Regions from separate parts of the Mus musculus genome. Here regions 1 and 3 are each linked to region 2. Evidence: chromatin contacts called from public HiChIP or PLAC-seq and Micro-C data. All regions are on one chromosome and are shown on one strand. Each heading gives the region's core, a stretch centred on a gene start, on an enhancer-like site or on the middle of the called end of the contact. The rest is flanking DNA. Distances are from core to core; before and after follow the strand shown.

Region 1 (2,904 bases), core at 215-2,714, 440 kb after region 2:
AAGCCGGCAGAGCATCATAAAGACATCTGCCTCACTGTCACCACCAGCACCATCCAGGTGGAGCACCTGGCCAGCTCTTAGAGATCCGTACTGCCATCCATCGGAACGGGGAGAAGTCCTGGTCCCTCCTTTGTCAACTCTTCTTGGTGGGAAAGTTCTCTTCTTCCTTGACAAGTCCTGTCTCCAGCTCCTTGGGTCTCAGGCATGGCTTTTCTTCGCAAGATAACCATCCTTAACCTCAGCTGCTCCTGATTGGCCAAGGAGTCCTGAGCTGATAGTGTTACCCAGCAGCCCCCATCCAGCTGCTCCTGATTGGCCAAGGAGTCCTGGGCTGATAGTGTTACCCAGCAGCCCCCATCCAGCTGCTCCTGATTGGCCAAGGAGTCCTGAGCTGATAGTGTTACCCAGCAGCCCCCATCCAGCTGCTCCTGATTGGCCAAGGAATCCTGGGCTGATAGTGTTACCCAGCAGCCCCCATCCAGCTGCTCCTGATTGGCCAAGGAATCCTGGGCTGATAGTGTTACCCAGCAGCCCCCATCCAGCTGCTCCTGATTGGCCAAGGAATCCTGGGCTGATAGTGTTACCCAACAGCCCCCATCCAGCTGCTCCTGATTGGCCAAGGAATCCTGAGCTGATAGTGTTACCCAGCAGCCCCCATCCAGCTGCTCCTGATTGGCCAAGGAATCCTGGGCTGATAGTGTTACCCAGCAGCCCCCATCCAGGCAGAGCTTTTAAAACCGGGGCTTGGTGCTTGAGAGAAGGATCCGCTGGGAGCTCACATCTTATCCAGTGTGGGGGCGCTTACCTTTCTCTCTCTTCATCCTCAAAGTTGAGGTTGATGGAAGACTAGTGGCTGGCCCTCCCAGATAACAGAGAAGGAAGCTCTAAATGCCACCAGCCTTCCATTTTATGCTTACCTGTAAAAGAATAGATTTTTGCACGTGGTCTGACCCCTGTGAGCTCACTTTATATTGGGTGATGACTATACCTTTTTATTTGTAAGGGGGCAATAGCTGATTCATGGTTGCCAAGGTGCCAGAGATTCCCCGGAGACCAAGGGTGGCTTAAGAGTATGAGTTATTTTTCCTTAACAGCCTCCTTCCTTCTCTGCCAACCAAGGGCCTATATACTCAGTCTCGCTATCCAAGGAGTCCAGTCCTTGGAGCTCTGGGAGCTGTGGTAGCTGTGTTCTCTGCAATACCAGACGGGCTTTTGCAGAGAAGGGAGAATTCAGGGTACACACAGGACTGGACTTAGCCTCCCTAGGTGCCACGGTCAGATGCCGGACATGGATATATATATATATACATACATATATACCTGCTCATCACGGCCATCTTTGTTGTAACCATTTCTGTGTTTATAAATGCATTATCTCTGAAAAAAAAAAGGCAAGCCTGTATACCAAGTGGGCTCTGGGCACGAATACAAAACAGTGTGCCCAGGCCACCATCTGGTGGCACTGAGACAGAACATGCCCAGGCAGGCCACTTGGTGGTGCTGGGACTCAGCAGGCATAAGCCAGCCCATGCCACCACTTGGTGGCGCTGGGACATGACTTGTGTGGAAACAGGCGAACACATAATGCTGTGTGGTGGTGCTGAAACATGGCAGGCAGATGTTCCTGCAATGGCTTATGGTAGTGCTAAGACATGGCAGGCATGTCAATTGTGTGCTAGGCACAGTGCTAAGACATAGCAGGTGTGCAACAGACATGTACACACCACCACATTGTGATGTAGGGTGAAGCCAATACACAAATAGACATGTACACACCACTACGTGGTAATGATAGGAACGGGTTGTATCAGAATAGGTGAACCAGCACAGACACACTGTGGCTCTCAAACACAGCACACTTTCAAACAAGTGTGCACAGGCCACCAGTTGTAAGCCCTTGGACACACCAGGTGTGCAAACAGGCATGCCCAGCTCTACCACGCCCTGAAGCTAGGAAATGTCAGATGTGTGAATATTTGAGTCCATGCTGCCACCTGGTGGTACTGGGACATGGCGCAGTTGCAAAAAGGTTTACCCGGGCCTCCATGTGATGGAACTGGCAAATGGCAGGCATGCAAACAGGTGTGCCACAGGTACAAAGAGACCTATCCTAGGCTGCCACAAGGCAGCATTTGGACATGGAAGAAAACAAAGAGGCAAACCCAAGATATTACGTGGTAGCTGTGATGGTTTGAATGAAAATGGCCCTCTACAACCTCATATATTTGAATGCATAGTAACTAGGGAGTAGAACTGAGGATTGGAAGGATTAAGAGGTCCCATGATCAGCTTCCAAACGCTGACACCATTGCATATACTAGCAAGATTTTGCTGAAAGGACCCTGATATAGCTGTCTCTTGTGAGACTATGCCGGGGCCTAGCAAACACAGAAGTGGATGCTCACAGTCAGCTATTGGATGGATCACAGGCCCCCAATGGAGGAGCTAGAGAAAGTACCCAAGGAGCTGAGGGGATCTGCAACCCTATAGGTGGAACAACAAAATGAACTAACCAGTACCCCCTGGAGCTTGTGTCTCTAGCTGCATATGTATCAGAAGATGGCCTAGTCGGCCATCACTGGAAAGAGAGGCCCATTGGACACACAAACTTTATATGCCTCAGTACAGGGGAACGCCAGGGCCAAAAAGGGGGAGTGGGTGGGTGGGGGAGTGGGTGGGTGGGGGAGTGGGTGGGGGACCGTGTGGGGTACTTTTTGGATAGCATTGGAAATGTAAATGAAATAAATACCTAATTAAAAAAAAAAAAAAACGTACTTGATGTTAAAAAAAAAAAGAGGTGTGGCCTTGTTAGAGTTGGTGTGGCCTTATTGGAGGAAGTGCATCACAAGGGGTAGGCTTTGCTGTTTCAACAGTCCATGCCTGGTCTACTGTTTATCTCTTTGC
Region 2 (3,135 bases), core at 482-2,981:
TAACTTGCAGACAAATGGATGGAACTTGAAAATATCATCCTGAGTGAGGTAACTCAGTCACAAAAAAAAAAAAAAAAAAAAAAAAAAAAAAAAACGCACATGTTATGCACTCATTAATATGTGGATATTAACTATCCCATATACAGTCACCAAACCCAGACACTATAGTAGATACTGGGAACTGCTTGCTGACAGGAGCCTGATATGGCCATCTCCTAAGAGGCTCTGGCAGAGCCTGACAAATACAGAGGAGGAAGCTTGCAATCAACTATGGAGAAGGGACTGAAGGAGCTGGGGGGGGGGGGGGGTTTGCAGCCCCATTGAGGGAGCAACAGTGTCAACAGGCCAGAACCCCCAGAGCTCCCAGGACTGGACCATCAATCAAAAAGTACACATAGAGGGACTCATGTCTCGGGCTGCATATGAAGCAGAGGATGGCCTTGTTGGACATCAGTGGGAGGAGAGGCCTTTGGGCCTAAAGGTGTGAGATTCTCTAGTGTAGGGGAATGCCAGGGCGGGAGGACAGGAGTGGGGGAGGGGGAGCACCCTCATAGAGGCGGGCGGGGGTGGGGGGTGGGGTGGGATACTGATTTTAGAAGGGAAGACAAGGAAAGGGGAAAACATTTGAAATGTAAATAAAGAAAATATCCAATAAAGAAAAGGAAAAAAAAAGAATAATAACTACATGTACTGGGAAGATGGCTTGAAGAAAAAGCATAGCCTACAGCAACAGTGTTCAGTTTTTTTCTACTTCCCTGGCTGAGACATTGAGGGGTTTGTTTGTTTTTCCCCGCGTGTATGCAAGGGATTTGTCCTCACACCCAGTTTTTCAACATAATGAGTCACTCAGCCTCCTTGCACAAAATTCCCTTACCGGAGGGAGAAGCTATGATGATGTAGCTTGTGCTGTGGAGCAATCCAAAGGAACCTGACGCCTCCCAGGGCCTTTCCTTTCTTGGAGACCAAGTCTCAGGTCCACAAACTCCCACTTAAAACGAAGTCTCTCAGGTCTATTAAGAACAGCCATAGCTCAATAAAATCGCAGCTAAATTCCAAACACAAAGGAGAAAAAACTTCCAGTGAAAAGCGGAAATGTAACGAAGGTGAGAGTGACGTTCTCACCCTAAAATCGCCCTTGTACTACTTTCGTTGTTAGTAACTAGGTAATAAGTTATGTTTCCTTATCTGTAAGGTCATGGTGTGATTGTGTCCTTTCATTTACTGAATAAAAGCGATTTTTTTTCAGCTTAGAAGACCTGAGATCAAATTTCTGTTTTTAATCAACTAAGCAAGTCATTTGATGCTTGTGAATTTAAATTTCTAGTATTCTTTCTCATTCAGTCCTAAACAGACAAACGTACTTCCTAAACTATCCTTAAAATAAAAAGAGTGACGTCGTGCACATCAATAAGTATGCGAATCCAGCAATGCTATAGCTTTCTTTCCGGCCTTAGCAAACACAACTACTATTATATTATAGGATGCCAAGCTAGCAAACTGCTGAGGGTAGCTTCTTAGTACGGCAGGGAAACAGCAGAAAAAGGTGACAGGTGAGGTCACTGTGAGCCACCCAGAGTGTGCCAGCTTCAGCTGCCGGAGGCTACAGGTGTCAACCACCACAAGCTTGCAGGAAACCCTGAACTCCTTCCCTACCGTAACTCCAGATCTCCTTCCCTTTTCTTTGCGGAGAAATCACCGCCAGTTGTCGAACAGAAAAGGCGACTCACAGATTGGGTTTTCCGTTTGCGAAGCGCACGCCTCCCGCGTTCGCCTGACCACGCACCTGGGAATGAGTTGGGCCTCGTCTCCGAGGCGCGCATGGAAGTCCCGCCACGCGGGGCTCGGGCTCTCCGGCTCTGCCACTTCCCAGGCGCCCTGGGCCTCCGCACTGTCCCGACCGAGCGCTCCGCGGAAGCCACGCGCGAACTCCGGGAAGGTGATGGCGCCATCGCGGTCCGTGTCGAGCCCCCTGAACACGGCCTCTGCTTCGGCCTCGGCCACGTGCAGCTCCGCGCACAACGCGCTGAACTCCGCACGCTCCAGGCGCCCGGAGCCGTTCGTGTCGTAGGTGGCGAAGACGGAGCGCAGCCGGGTCAGCTCCTCAGGGTCCGCGTCCGCCTCCATGGCGCCGCTGGCCACCGCGGGGCTCCGAGCTCCGGGGCTCGGCCAGTGGAGCAGGTCCGGCCGGTTCCGCCACCTGCCGCGGGCGGGGATGTCCGGGTGAGGCGGGGCGCAGGAGAGCCAGACGCTCGCCTCCAGCTGCAGCCGCCCGACTGCTGCCCTGAGCCACAGAGCGCCACTGGTCACCTTCCTGTGAGTAAGCTCCACCCTACCTTGGAGTAAAGACACAGGCTGGCTCCCAGACTTTCTTCTGCAACAGCTGGACCATCTCTCTGTTAAGCTTTGGGGACTTGCTGGAGGCACAAACACAGATCATAATGGCCTCTTATTCAAGTTCTCCTCTGCACCCCAGATACTGACCCTGCCTGCCTGAACATGGAGTGCAAACACACCCGCACCGACCAAAGGGGGAAAGTGAGTAGAGATAAGATTCCAAATTGGCTAAAGTTATTGGCCATGTATCCTCTCGTAATTCCAGACACATGGTAAGTCTGCCTATTCAAAAGATTCTGGTTTAAAAAAAAAAAAAAAGTACCAGAAGTCCATATTCTCTAATGCTATGTTCATTGTCATGTTGATCTCCCATATCCCTAAATAGAAACAGTCACTCCATGACTTCTTGACCTTAGAAAAAACAAATACCAAAATCACTTAGAGAAAGCATTCTTTTTCATTTTTGTACAGGAAAAAAAAATTTTTTAATCATGTTTTCCCCTGTCCCAACTTCTCCCATATTCTCCCCCCTCACCTCCCTCCCTACCCAACTTTATGTTCTCTCTCTCTCTCATCCTCTCTCTCTCTCTCTCTCTCTCTCTCTCTCTCTCTCAAAACAAACAAAACAAAATATCCAAACAAAAGAAAAAAGACCAAAACAACAACTCAAGCCCTGTGTCCTGGCCCAGAGCATGGTTGATATCCTCAGTGACATCCCATTGGAGAAAAACTTATTTTCCAGCAGCAGCAGCATATAGTTTCTTGATCAGTGGAAGGAGTTTGCACCTACTTCCGTTTTCA
Region 3 (2,969 bases), core at 368-2,867, 460 kb after region 2:
GTGTGCCAGTACGTTGGCCTTGATAATCTCTGCTTAGCAAGGATAATAAGAGTACTTATTCATTGAACTATTTCAATTATTTAATAATAGATGTGCAATCTTTGTAGTTCACAAAACGCCCTAAAATTTAAGATATGTAACTATAGTTTTAGTATATTCAATTGCTTTGGAGTATGGTTGCCAATCTCTATAATATCCACATTGAAAAATTACCAGTTGACTATATATAAGTTAAGTAAGTTTAGAATTGTATTTTTCCAAACCCTAAGCTGTGTTTTATTATTATTATTATTTTTTTATTATTATATCTAAGTACACTGTAGCTGTCTTCAGATGCACTAGAAGAGGGCGTCAGATCTCATTACGGATGGTTGTGAGCTACCATGTGGTTGCTGGGATTTGAACTCAGGACCTTCAGAAGAGCAGTCGATGCTCTTTACCACTGAGCCATCTCTCTAGCCCCCAAGCGGTGTTTTTCCAGTCAAAGAAATATGGTGGTTAGATCTCATTATCTTTCAGTTAATTAACCATATCCCATCTGTCTTTACAGTGCTCCCCCTAAAAAAAAAAAAAAGAAATAAATTAAAAAAAACACATTTAAGTACATTTAAATAGTTATGTTGAGCTTTTTTTTTTTAAAGAGGTGATCAGTTTTTGAGACAGCATATCATGTAGCCCAGTCTAACTTCAGGTCTATGATGTGTTGAGAATGATCTTGAATTTCTAGTCCTCTGATCTCTGTTCCAAGTCCTGGGTTATAAGTATGCACCACATTCATTAGAAATCCTTGTTTTCTAACAACACGTAAAATGATGGTCCTGTGTGCTCACTTTTGTATATGCCTGGTCAGTAACTAGAAGAAATGCAACAAAAAAACCCAGATAGGAACTGTGGGACAGTAAAACCTGTTTAGCCTTTGCAAAACGCTTAGTGTTTAGGCACCTATCTGGAAGTAAGAGTTTGAGATCTGTGTGATTCCTCTGCGGTCTTGGAAGTCAGATTTACACAGACGTGTAGGAAGGTAACTCAATTCAGGATCCCTAATCAAGATTTCTCTAGTCTTTAAGTATTAGACCTTTTTGCTCAAGGGCAGGCTTGGTTGCTAGGAATTTGGGAACACTGCTCACTTGGGATCTCCGACTGAAGTAGGCTCAGAGGTGCAGCCCACTGGTTGGTGTACCGGCACAGGACAATGTCATCGTGAGTCTGGCCTTCCTGACCACCTCCACTCGAGGTAAAAATCAGCCAGCCGTTCTTGCACCGAGGGTTGCCATAGACTCGCACCGAGTCCCTGCAGGCGTGTTCGTGTACTATTTTATTTCAGGTCCAGCCCCTGTGGGAACCTAGTGAGTGATCCGACAAAGATCTGTTGCGCACCTGCTCCTTCTGCTTCGTCAGTGTTTTTCCTCCTTTGAGAAAGAAGAGGCGAGCTTGTCCCCAAGGCAAAAGGAAATACAGCACGGCAAGCGTAGACTAGGCAAGAGGCGGAAGTCTCGGCTTCAAGTCGGGCACCTTTAAGCAGTTTAGAGACCCACGTGACCCAGAGAGCGCCCGGCCCAGCGGTCACGTGGGGGCGCGTGCGCCACACGCAGGCAGAGGCAGCCCGCACAGCCTGCGCGCCCGCGCCGCCTCCCGCCCACCTCCGAGCCGGGAGGGAGGGGAGCGCGGCGGAGGGATTCCGTGGTGGCGCCCCGTGCGCGTGCGCAGCGAACAGCTGTCACCCAGTGCGGAACAAGTCTTCCAAAGATTCCCAAAACCCTCAGGGGAGGCCGCACTTTTCATCCCTTTCATTCGGGTGGCGTCTGGACCTCCGCCAGCGGCGCAGGTAACCTCTTCTTGGTCGGGACGGAGCGGGAAGGGTGGCGGCCTCGGTCCGGTCTTCGCAGGGCAGCACGGGCCTGGGCGCTCCGCGGTGCAAAGCAGTCAGCTGGGAGGGAGGAGGCGGCCCTGACAGTCCATTCTGGCCCTCGGGATTCGGGAGCTCGCTCGCCTGCCTCCCGGGAGCCGATCGGAGGTGCTGTTGCTCCGGACTGCCACGCCTGTGTGGTCTGGGGCGCCGACCGACCCCTCTGCGGCCGACTCCAGGAAGGCCGGGCCTGTGCGTCCTCCGAGCCTCCCTTGGGTCGGGATGTCCGGATCCGCGAGGTAGCAGGTAGCCCGACCCTCACTCGGGTTCGTTCTTGGCCCTAGCAGATGATCTTTCCCTTTTTCTTTCCTCCGTCTTGAGGCCATTTCTTTGTGCGGTTCCTGGGGGGAGCCATGATGCGGGGTAGACAGTGGGCGCTTAATAGATGCGACTTCGTTGCGGCATGTGAACTGCCAGGGAGAGAGGGCGTGTTGTGCGATGGGAATGCCAAGAAGGCAGGCGGTCTAGCTCGGGCTGGAAGTTGGTGTTCTCTGCTCAGCAGTGAAAGCAGCTGGACTCAGTTCTGAGGATTTTCTTGGGGACCCAGAAGGCAGCCGCCGGTGTGGCTGAGCCCGCAAGCTCGCACGTAGTCAGTCAGGTGCTCTGAGAGAAGACTTGGAAGACTTGACCAACTTTTTTTTTTTTTTTTTTTTTTAAATCTTGGACTCAGTACGGTCACTCACACTTGGTGATTTACCTAGTACTGCTTAGAAAGCTTACGTTAGAAATGAAGCAATTCGGAACCCGGGAGACGCTTTTGATAGGCTCGGTAAGCTTAGGTTAGCACCAATCTTTGCTGTATTTCACCCACTTGAGTTTTGCGTTTAAAAAGGGCGGAAGGGAGTGGAGCCTAACTCTTTCTATGGGAAAAGTTATTAGTATTCTAATTTAAAAGTGTGATGGTTAAAACTTTTGGTATTTTTGGTTGTTTTTTGAGTCAGGGTCTTATATGTAGTCCTGCCCAACTTAGAACTCTGTATGGTAGCTAACCTGGTGCTCCAGGAAATCCACCTGCCTCTGCATCACCAGTGCAGGGATTCCTGCTGGTCATATTTCTGCACTG

What was found. A called contact is a pair of places that touch in the nucleus more often than the background predicts. HiChIP or PLAC-seq counts read pairs in DNA pulled down with a chosen protein or histone mark.
Region 1: a Micro-C map of embryonic stem cells shows a contact between it and region 2, with 5 times the contacts expected there. The contact joins the enhancer-like site here to the promoter of Rasef in region 2. A contact is called at or near these places in 5 of 39 promoter capture datasets (cranial neural crest, embryonic stem cells, hippocampal neurons and 1 more), 3 of 484 Hi-C or Micro-C datasets (cerebellar granule neurons and embryonic stem cells) and 1 of 9 other capture datasets (embryonic stem cells).
Region 3: an H3K27ac HiChIP or PLAC-seq map of epiblast stem cells shows a contact between it and region 2, with 3 times the contacts expected there. The contact joins the promoter of Kdm4c here to the promoter of Rasef in region 2. A contact is called at or near these places in 5 of 39 promoter capture datasets (cranial neural crest, embryonic stem cells, hippocampal neurons and 2 more), 1 of 484 Hi-C or Micro-C datasets (embryonic stem cells), 3 of 115 datasets of contacts at active chromatin or transcription factors (embryonic stem cells and epiblast stem cells) and 2 of 9 other capture datasets (embryonic stem cells and pancreatic islet).

The regions. Positions count from the first base shown.
Region 1 is chr4:74,229,672-74,232,575 of GRCm38.p6, forward strand. It overlaps the pseudogene Gm11405. Among named protein-coding and RNA genes, the nearest start is that of Kdm4c, 21 kb to the right of the region's middle. Within about 2 kb of position 1,465, at least 22 of the 459 cell types and tissues checked have an H3K27ac peak or open chromatin away from gene starts, as enhancers often do. A contact at or near this core is called in embryonic stem cells, where this site is marked.
Region 2 is chr4:73,788,871-73,792,005 of GRCm38.p6, forward strand. It overlaps Rasef (RAS and EF hand domain containing), which reads right to left and starts at 1,732. Exons shown (of 18, transcript NM_001017427.1): 1 at 1,654-1,732. Gm11240 (predicted gene 11240) reads left to right here and starts at 2,374. Exons shown (of 3, transcript NR_046042.1): 1 at 2,374-2,535.
Region 3 is chr4:74,250,262-74,253,230 of GRCm38.p6, forward strand. Kdm4c (lysine (K)-specific demethylase 4C) reads left to right here and starts at 1,618. Exons shown (of 22, transcript NM_144787.2): 1 at 1,618-1,825.